Linked DNA regions of Mus musculus: region 2 is linked to region 1. Evidence: chromatin contacts called from public promoter capture Hi-C data. All regions are on one chromosome and are shown on one strand. Each heading gives the region's core, a stretch centred on a gene start, on an enhancer-like site or on the middle of the called end of the contact. The rest is flanking DNA. Distances are from core to core; before and after follow the strand shown.

Region 1 (5,182 bases), core at 1,435-3,934:
GTGTGAGCTGTTGGTGTCTCAGATGTGCTTGATAGGTATTGGGCTGGGCTGGATCTGGGTAAGAGTGGAGTACTCCACTGTGGGGCCAAGCAGGGATGAAACACTGAAGGAGAAGCAGAAGTTCATGGGTCCTGAGAAAAATGTCATAGTCTTCAAAACAACTGGGGCTAGATCCATATCAAAGACGGAAGAGTCAGGTAATGAATCAATGGAACAGAGTAGAAGCAGTAGGTGAGGTCCGGGAGATTGTGGGTCAGGATAGGTGCCAGGAAGCAACTTGGTTATCTGGTCATAATTATAGTCTCTGCTTTAAAGGGATTAGATAAACAATGATGGTCTGAGATTATGTGCATGCATTATGGGTTGGTGTGAGCCTGGCTTTATAACTTAGAAAATGAGTTGGTAGGGTTGGATTGGAACAGCTGTACCTCCATGGGTCTTCCAAAGTCCATGAGGAGTTATGATTGCCATCTTCCAGTCAATAAATGGTGTGTTCACCACAGTTAACTCTTGTCTCCATGTTTTCCTTTGTGGAATTCTTGAATTTGCTGGTGGTTCTCTGTATACGGTTCCCACTCAGGCCTGGCACACATCCGGCCTTATACCTGATAGACCAGGGTTTCTAACAAAAAGAATGCTGCTTTCCTCCTGCCATCGAGCCTTGTAAGGGCCAGATGATTCTGCAGGACAGATTCATCCTGGCTCCCTTACCTGGACAGGTGAGAGTGTGACGACAAGAGGGCTCAGCAGGTAAAAACACTTGCCATATAAGCCTACAGGGATGTGAGTTTGATCCCTGGAACCCATGGTAGAATTAGAGAACCAACTCTTGGAAAACTGTCCACTGGTTTCCACACACATCGTATCATAACATGCACACACCTACACACATACTCAGAAAGTTTTTTCTTCTTTTTAAAGAATATAAACTTTGAGGTGCCTTTAGGAAGATTGCCCTGCCTTGCCATTTTGGGGTAGTAGAAGATAATAATACCTCTGGCCTTGGAATATTGTCAGTGAGCTGTAGTAGGACTCAAGGCATTTGAGTTGACCTGTTCTCCAGTAGAAGTTTCCAGCATTCTCTAAGAAAGACTGACCTTGCCTTGATTGCATAAACACATGGCTTTCCCAGATTCACCATGGACTTATTTATACATCATGTATTAAATACTTGCTGAGTTCCAAGGTTGGGTCTAGGAGAAACAGGACTTAGAAGATGGGCTAAGGCTTTCTTTTTTGGTTTGCAGTGTGCAGAATTCTCTCTGCCACTACAGAACCTACCTCTACTATAGTGAAAATCTGTTTGCCTGACTAGTTATTTGATCATTACCACCTGGGCTGTGACTCACACACGGTTTCAGTGAATGCCACTGTACTGGGGAGAGGTGATTTCTACTCCTACAGTATTTTCTATAGAACATGTGTAAAAACAAACATACAAGTAAAAACAAATGACCTATGAACTTGAAGACAGATACAACTCATATTGCCTTTGGTATTATGTCAGTCAGATTCTCACCAGTAAATTGAGATACCCAAGATAAGCTTCTTATGATGGTGAGTGATCCAAATTCCAAGATCAGTAGGGAGTTAGAAGAAAGCCGATTTATTTAACCTTCAAACAGCACATAGATAGATGGTCATAGTAGAGAGTGCATCAGAGTAGAGAGTGCATATTTACACCTTGATCCAGGAAGCGAAAAGAAGATAGATGGGGTCCCATGGGCTCTTTGGAGAGGCTTATTGTTTTGGGAAAGTATTCCAATTTGTCTTATGAGAGTTTAGGAGCTCTTAAGGCCAAGAGCTTAGTAAGAACACTATCGTGGTGACATAGGACATTGGCCTGTCAGGTCCCTAAACCAACTGAGGAGGCATGTACCTCAGGCACAACAGAGTACCCACCCTTCCTTGATACTCCTGAGCATTATCACTGCATCCTGACTGGCGTTGTCTGAGGAAAAGCCCACAAACACTTTGGAGCTTTCATCTGTCTTCGTCTGCTATTTGATTTCATAGTAAACCTTTCAATATGAATTATTTTTGGTTATTAAACCTCTGGTCGATTCCATAATCCCTTCCAAGCCTTTCTTTCTAGATTCCTCTGCTAAAGCTTCACATCACGGGGAGGATGAACTCTTAGTTTTTCTTGAGAATGGATGGATACTCACTAGATTTTGTTTTTCAAGTTCTTTCTTATTCCATATTCTAGCCAAGTTTTATTACAGTCTTGAAAAATAGATAAGTAAAAATTACCACATAAGGCTCTCACAGTTAGAAATCCTCATGCCAAAAATCCAGTGTCTCCAAGTCTGCACTTCTTCTTCAGATTTAGAAATGAGTCAATTAATATTTCAAAGCGTGTACCAAGAACACAGGTGTGAGGCTGCTTCTCGCCTTAACACAGATCCTTAGCAAGTCTATGCAGCTCCATTGTCTCCTACTGACTGCCCTGGAAGAGGCTGGGAATGAGATTTTTGGGTTGTTGCTCACCAGCACAAGACATGACACTTCAAACACTGAGTTCTGAGAGAGAGGCAAAGGACATAGGCTGGGCACTGGGAATGGCTGAGGAGGCTGTGGCAATAGCAGATCCATCTGGACCCTGGGCTTTGAAGGATTCCAGATCCCTGACCTATTCAGAAAGGTGCTTGAGACAAAGCAAGTGCTCTCTATGCCCTGAGTATTGACTGGAGTCAATACACTCCAGTCAACACTCAGGGCATAAGCAGCTGGTGAACTGTACATGGCCTTGGGCCTCGCTGCGAGCTCTGGTTTCAACTTCAACTATGGGAGTTTACAAGCTTGCTTCAGAGGTTTAGAAGTGGAGGAATGGGATTCCTATGGCCAGACTGTAGCAAGATGAAGGGAATACAGCCATAGAGTGAGAAAGATCTAGATAAGATAGCATGCATGTCACAAGATCAAACTGTCATCAGAAGCACACAGCTGGTAATTTCTCAGTGTGTTGGTTAGGAGGTCAAAGGAAGTGACACTTTTTCTAAGCACTTCTGCCTCCAGCATACTGCTCAGCTCTGTTACCACCAACTAGGAGGGAGTTTTACACCAGGCATGCTGGTCTGTGCTCATCTTATTGGTGGGATTATTTGATCAAGGAACACATGGTGTTCATTACATGCACTCGAATTGACTGAGGAATGAACAATTGGGCTGATTTCCTATTCTTGGTTCCTGCAGTTGCCGGAGATGAGAACAGAATTACCTGGCAGGGCTTTGAGTTCTGCTTTTCTTGACCTGGAAAACGGTGATGATGGTGGTCATTTTTTCAGTCAAGAGACAAGCGGCACCTGAAAGCGCCCATGGCATAATGTAAACAATATAAAGAATACAGGATTTGTAACTCAGAAGGCACTGGCTGGAGTTAAGTTTGTGGCACTTGTTAACTGTGCACCTATGCCACAACGGTTTAATCTCCCTACGTTTTAATTTCCTCAAGTCTTAAATGGGGATCATGGTACTGGCCAGTCAGGCTTGTTATGGGCATAGGATGTGATAAAGTCTATAGAAGCGATGTGCACATTTGACAAAGGTTTGAGCCCCATTCAGTCTTGTTCAGGAACACTGCTGGGGACTGAGGCTAAGCTCGCCAACAACACACTGCCTGCTCTCGGGGAACAGGAAGTAGCTGGAGGACCTAGGTGTAAATAAATGGTTGATAATGCTTAGGGCCCCATTAAATATTGTATTTCCTAACATCTGGTGCATCGTAACAGACATGAGTTTAAGATCAACAGACAACAGTATTTATGATGATTTCAGAGGCGAAGAGTAGGTGTATATTGCTGCTTTATCTCTCACACAGCTTGAATAAAAATTATTTCAGCATTTTAATGCACAAAATACTACACATTAAAGAGAATGTAGTGATCTTCCTTAGGAACTTCAATTTTTTTTTCCTAAAAATTAAAGCCCAGTGCTACAAACAAAGCCATTTCAGTTTCACAGAGACTTCTTTGAGACGCCCTGTACCTGGGGCAAGGCAGTGAGCGGCGTTCCATCTCCTAGGCAACATCAACACACGGCAAGGCTAACTTGGAGGTGCTTTCAAGGGAGTTCAATGTCAAATGAGAGTCAGGACATAGGAAAAAGGGAAAGAGAGCTCAGAGAAGTAAGGGTGATGCTAAGGAGGATGGCGTAGACATGGGGTTTCTAGAGCAGGGTGAAGAGACACCATGATCGAGGCAGTTTATGAAGGAAGCATTTACTGGGGACCTGCTTACAGTTTCAGACACGAGTCTGTGAGCATCAGGGCAGGAGGCACAATGGCAGGCATGCAGCCAAGCCGCTGGAGCAGTAGCTGACAGCTCACTTCTGACCAGTAAGTTGCAGGCAGAGACAATGAGACTGGGTCTCAGGTGAGCTTTTGAAACCCCAAAGCCCCGTCTCTAGTGACACACCTCCTCCATCAAGGCCATACTTCCATATTCTTTGCAAACAGTTCCACTGACTAGGGACCAAGTATTCAAATATATTAACCTATGGGGCCATTCTTATTCAAACCACCACGAGGTTAAAGAAGATCCTGAGATGACGGGAAGCTGAAGAGGGGAAAGGACCCATGGTCACCGACTCCTGGGGCCATCCAACACGAGCGTGAAGAGGAAAGAGATTGAGCAAGGAAATGTGAGAATGGCCGTGTATTGAGGTTGGATGGGAACCAATCAAGGGAGGGAGTCTTTGTTTCAAAACCTCTTGTAAATCCTGGAGCAGACCTCAAACTCTTGATTTCAAATCTCTGAACTTACTCGAAGACCACAGACAAGAGTCGGAGGGATTAAGGTGGCCTCTGGAGATTTACTGAAATCTCCAAAGTTTCTGTGAATGACAAATTGGGATTAAAACACCATCTTTGGATGATTTAAGTATAAATGAACAGAGACATATGGGATATATTTCCTTCCAATTGCATATGAAACTAACAATTAAGTACAAAAAGGTGCTTGGGGTGACAGGCTTACTGAGGCTTTATGAAGTATGGAAACCGTCCTCAGACTAAAGACTTGCCAAGTAAGAAGTGCAGGGAACCCCCAAAAAACCAAACCTGTATTTCCCCTTGTTCTCTCACCATATCTCCAGGTCTCTCTGCCTCTTTCCTTCTCTGTGACTGCTTTTGTCTGCCATTTCTCCTATTTTTCTTTCCCATCCATCCTTGGGTTCAGGCTGC
Region 2 (5,182 bases), core at 1,394-3,893, 490 kb before region 1:
TGAATTATTTATGACTGAAGGTCTGAGTAGCAAAGTAATAGAGAATCTTATTTGTTCAGCTTCCAGGTCCGAGGAGACATATCTGCGAGTCCTCATGGCCATCTTCCTGGAACCGGATCTCTATTTTTCTTTCGGAGCTGTGTACGCCTTGACTTAATTCAAGAAAAGTGCCAGAGGTGGTTTAGGAATGTGAGGCTGTATAAATTTTAGATAATGAGGTTTTTAGAAAAATAAATGGAATTTGTCTGCAATTATTCTGAATGCTACACCCGCTATTACGTTTTTCTCATTCCTGCCTCTACGATTGCTGAAGTTTAAAGACACAGCTCGAAAGCTGCCACTTTTAAAAAATGTTTATACTTTTCAGTAGGTCTGTCGCTTGAGAAAGGTAAGAAAAGGAGCCCTCTTGCCCTGAATGTGCAGGGAATGTGCACATATCTGATGTGCTCGCATGCTCACGAAAGCCTGTTGGCCGGTCTTGGCCTGGCTGTTGAGCCCTGCTGAGTTTGGTTTCATTATTGTTTACCTTGCTGTTATAGAAGTATGCTTACATACAGAAATGACTTCAGAGGTCATGGGGTTATTTTGTTCATAGACTGTGGCTTTACATTTCATTCTGTTCCTATCAAGACAGGTAGAACTTATCTATAATTGTGAATTCTTCCAATTCTACAAGAGAGTGGACCTTAAAGGAATGGAATCTTCCTTCGGAAGAAGGAACAAGGAGAAACCATGAACTCAGTCTTAAAGGCTCACGGTAGCACAGGATGATGCACTAGCTTGCAGTAACAGTACAAACACTAAGTTAACATGGAGCCGAGTTAGCTCTCTTACAGCTGTGTGGTTCCATTGTCATTAATAAGTGCGAGTCTCTCCTACTTCCTCTGTGACTTTTGCTTCTTACTCATTTTACAAGATCACCACGTGTCTTCCCTGGGTTCTAAGCCTTAATTGGTCACTGGTGTGTACAGGGCACTTCTCAACCTGTGGGTCACGATCCTTCCACAGGGGCCACATATCAGATATCCTGCCTATCAGGTATTTACGATACGATTCCTAACAGTAGCACTATTACAGGTATGAAGTAGCAGTGAAAAGAATTTTATGGTTGGGGGTCGCCACCACATGAGGAGCCGTATTAGGAAGGTTGAGAACGGCTGGTCTAAGGCATATAGCTGATGATGTCAAAAGACATATCATCCATGGGGGACAGCTGTTGCTCCTTCCGTCTTCTCCTTCGCTGGGTCCTGGGCCCTTGGCTTCCAGCAGGCTGTGAGGTAAATGTGGGATATGAAGCTGTATCCTGAGTCAATTTTACCTGACAAGCCAAGGGAAGGAAGCAGATGGTCAGGAAGGGGCCAGCCCTCAGGAGACTTCCTTCCTCCCCAGCTAGGCTACACCTCATCATTTACTTCAGCCTCCCCAGATAGCGCCACCAGCCGGGGGGACATGCAAGCTAGAGGGTGACATTTCATGCCCAAACCCAGGGAAGTGAGTCGCCCAGCTAGCTGAGGCCAGTGTGTGCTAGCGTTCTGCTTGCTTCTCCCACTCTCCACACAGTGGCCTCTCTACAGGGCACCTCTACAGGGCGTCCAACTCAGCCGGCAGCACATTGCCTGGCCTCGGCTGGCCTCCATGATACCTCATTCTTGCATTTCCACGTGAACATCGAGTTTTGGGGACTGCCCCCTCTGCTTTAGGATGCTGCCCATCAGCAGAACTATTCTGGTCAAAGTGTGATCCTACCCATCAGACCCTCCCGTGTTTCAGGCGGTCTGAGGCTTTGTCAGAACTCTGTGGAATCTCCCTCTGGGAGGCAGGCTCTCCCTCCGATTGATTGATGGCTCCCAGCCATCTCCTTCTCTCACCTTGAGACTTGGGATGGGGTGAAGTCGGGGGAGTCCCAGTTTCTTGGTCCACTGTTTCAAGAGTCTGTTGGCTAGAGGGAAGGGCACAAGCTTCTCTTCAGAGAAATCTTTATTCCTGCAGCCAGGTTCATCCCCGCACTGCCCCTTGGCTGTAAAATCCCCAGCCCTTGTTTCAGTACAAAGTCCAGTCTCTCTGCCTTAACTTAGTAGAGAAAATGCTCTGGTTAGAACAGTCTTGAATAAATATGACATTTTAGCAGCTTGACACACCAAACAGGTGCCTAAGGCGCCCAAGGTACCTTGATGGTCTTGTCTTTGTTGTTCAAGATGCGGTAGCCTTCGGAAGAGATACCTGGCAGTGCAAGTCCACATTAGGACGCAGGGAAAAGAGGGGCGTGTGGGTGGGGGGTGCGGGGGGCGGGTGTCTACGAATAGCTGCAGCCCAGGATTGGCCCTGTAGATCCTCAAGGCTGGTCAGATCTTTTCCCTTCATATCCCAGCTGGTTGGAAGCACCCTGGCTGCTGCCAAACTGCTCCCCACAGACCCCAGAGGGGCGGCTGCCCGCAGCCTGGTTTCTAATTTCAAAATCACGCCACGTTCTGCAAACGTTGTGTGTTTTAGGTCAAATAAACAACTCTGCAAACATGTAAATAAGCTGCTCTGCACTGATTGATCCTGGGAGAGGGTCAGCGAGGGAGGGAAGGGGAGGGAGGGAGGGAGGGACCGAAGGGGGGGAAGGCAGCGGAAAGTAGGGGCAGGCGGTGAGATTCCACAGCTGAGCCACCACCTCCCGCCCAGGCCGAATGAAGATGCACAATTTGGATTGGAGGGGAAGGGTCAGGAGCTGCTGACCTTTGGGCTCAGGCCCAGGCCGCTGGCCACAGTAGCTCTTGGTCCAGTCGGCGCCGGAGGTGTATCAAGCGCTCATCCCGCCCTCTCCAGTCATGGGTGCGGGGTCCTGGGCGCTGACCCTCTTCGGCTTCTCCGCGTTTCGGGTCCCGGGCCAGCCGCGGTCCACCTGGCTCGGCGTCGCCGCGCTGGGACTGGCCGCGGTGGCCCTGGGGACAGTGGCCTGGCGTCGTGCGCGTCCCCGGCGACGCCGGCGGCTACAGCAAGTGGGAACGGTGGCACAGCTCTGGATCTACCCAATCAAGTCCTGCAAGGGGTTGTCGGTGAGCGAGGCAGAGTGCACTGCCATGGGGCTGCGCTATGGCCACCTGCGCGACAGGTACGCTGAGCACCGAGCATCACCACGCTGACCTAGGCTGTGTGGGTGTGGGGAGGTCAGCGGGGTCCGCTCGCCGGTCCCTTCTTACTCAGACTAGAGACCGGAGGCTGGGAAAGGGGTGGTGAGAAACGGAAAAAATGAACTTCACCCTCCGCCAGCCAACTCGGGGGACCTGGAACTCTGAAGTTCCCGGGTTTCACGCTTCCTGGAGTTGGACATCTCTCTATCCATCCTCTCGTGGCTATTTCAAATCTTGTGGTGTTAGACGAGGCATTTCTCACGCCGGCCAATCCGCAAGAAGAAACTTCAATCTCCCTCCACCCAGGGACCCTGAAGGGACTGGTCCTTGGTTACTTTACTCTCAGTGATAGTCTTAAATTTAGAAAAACTAAGACAATAGATCCTGGATCCTAGGCACGGCTCATCCCTGTTAGTGCAGTAGTTGAGCATGCATGACAGCTTAAGAAAATAAGCTGTGAGTGTTATTTCCCCAAGGCTCTTGTCAGATAAAGGTTCTGCACTGGGTGGGGGGGGGGGCAACCTGGGATTTGTAAACAGCGACTAAGAGTCCAGCTGAGGAGTGACCCCTGTCGCCGGGACTTCAGCGAAGGTTCAGCAGCTCTGCTCTCTTCAGGTCTGGTCTCCCACCAGCTCTGGGCATCACTGGAAGGCTGCGTATCAGGATCCTCAGGCCTCTCCTTCAGCAGAGGACACAGGCTAACAGAGGCTGCGACCTCCCCGTCTCAGCTCTCTAAAGCTAACACAAGCCATTCGCCTCAGATCAGGCCGGTCCAGTGGACATGCTGACCGACTGGTTCAGGAAGAAGAAATGGAGATTTTTGCTCCAAAGCCCTTCTTGTCTCATAGCTGATTTACGGGTGGCTTTTACATAAGGTTGATGGGCAGTTACAGATGAGTGGGTTCCTCGGTTCAGTGTGGACCTTGTAATGTGAGACTGCTCTCCGCCCGCCCCAACCCCCCCCCTCTCCCCATCACCTGTGTTTTGCAATTCTTCATATCTCAAGAACCAAAGATCATTAGAGGCTGACTCTCCTTCACTAGAAAATACACCAATGGTCCTTTCACTGAGACACAGCAGTTCTGGACAAAGTTCAAAGGTCAGCTGCTCACCTCTGCTCCAGGCAGTCAGGAACCCTAACTATTCCCTGTTTTGAGCAGTGGGATCCCACATACACTAGCTTCTTGTCTATAGATCGATTCTGTCAGCCTCAGAGGCAAAGGGCATTGCCATTTTATTACCGTATTGATTCAGAAAACATGTTCTGAATTGCACCACAGCTGTGGTGTCAAATTCTTCACTTTCGTCACAAGCTCTCAGGGAACATAAGCAATAAACAAATAAATAACAACAAATGCAAACAGCCAAACATACAATGAGGGGGACAGTGACAAGTGACAGAGAAGAGAGAGGAAGGGTCCGGGAGGCTGCCTAGGGGGTACTCAGGGAAAAATTAGAAGAAAAAAAAAGTCAATTGCTTGCACTGAAAACTAGAAAACAGCCAGGCCCTTTCCAGGCAAGTAAATTAGAAAACCATTCTAGATAGATGGGAAAAGACACCAGGCTTAAACATGTTCTAACGTGTTTACCAGGAGGAGTTGAAAACAGGGGACGGGGAACACTGAAACTTGACTGTGCACAGCGGCGAGTAAGAAGGGGAGATGACCCAAGTGTCCATCAGGGGGTGAGGAAATTAAATAAAATGTGGTTTATACAGACACTGGAATATCACCCAGCCTCGGCAAGGAGTGCAGTTGTGGTGCCTGTAATAACACAGACGGACAACGAAAACACAACGCTAATTTAACTGAGCAGGACAGAGGGACTAGTTGTACAGGATTTCAGCTCCAACTCCTTGACTCCAAATTCATAAACGGAAGTAGGAGAGGAGGTTCTGGGGCTGGAGGGGGTGGCGGGTGCAGTGAGTTGCTGCTTACTGGGCGCAGAGTTTCTGTTTGAAAAGATGAAACTTTGGAAGCTGTGGTGAAGGTTGAGCAACGCTGAACGCCGGAGGGCCATTACTCGCATACTTTGTTGGTTATTGGTGGTCAGTGGCTGGGCTGGGC

Evidence for each region. Promoter capture Hi-C pulls out the DNA fragments that hold promoters and counts their contacts.
Region 2: a contact with region 1 is called in a promoter capture Hi-C map of the HPC-7 cell line, with 5 times the contacts expected there. The contact joins the promoter of Mtarc1 here to the enhancer-like site in region 1. A contact is called at or near these places in 6 of 39 promoter capture datasets (the 3T3-L1 cell line, the HPC-7 cell line, HPC-7-derived erythroid cells and 3 more), 1 of 115 datasets of contacts at active chromatin or transcription factors (pancreatic cancer cells) and 1 of 9 other capture datasets (liver).

The regions. Positions count from the first base shown.
Region 1 is chr1:184,318,498-184,323,679 of GRCm38.p6, reverse strand. The region is part of intron 2 of Gm34177 (a long non-coding RNA gene); the gene reads left to right. Among named protein-coding and RNA genes, the nearest start is that of Gm34177, 8.3 kb to the left of the region's middle. Within about 2 kb of position 2,684, at least 9 of the 459 cell types and tissues checked have an H3K27ac peak or open chromatin away from gene starts, as enhancers often do. A contact at or near this core is called in the HPC-7 cell line, where this site is marked.
Region 2 is chr1:184,808,761-184,813,942 of GRCm38.p6, reverse strand. Mtarc1 (mitochondrial amidoxime reducing component 1) reads left to right here and starts at 2,643. Exons shown (of 7, transcript NM_001290273.1): 1 at 2,643-3,097. The coding sequence starts at 2,814. It overlaps Mtarc2 (mitochondrial amidoxime reducing component 2), which reads left to right. Exons shown (of 8, transcript NM_133684.4): 8 at 60-877.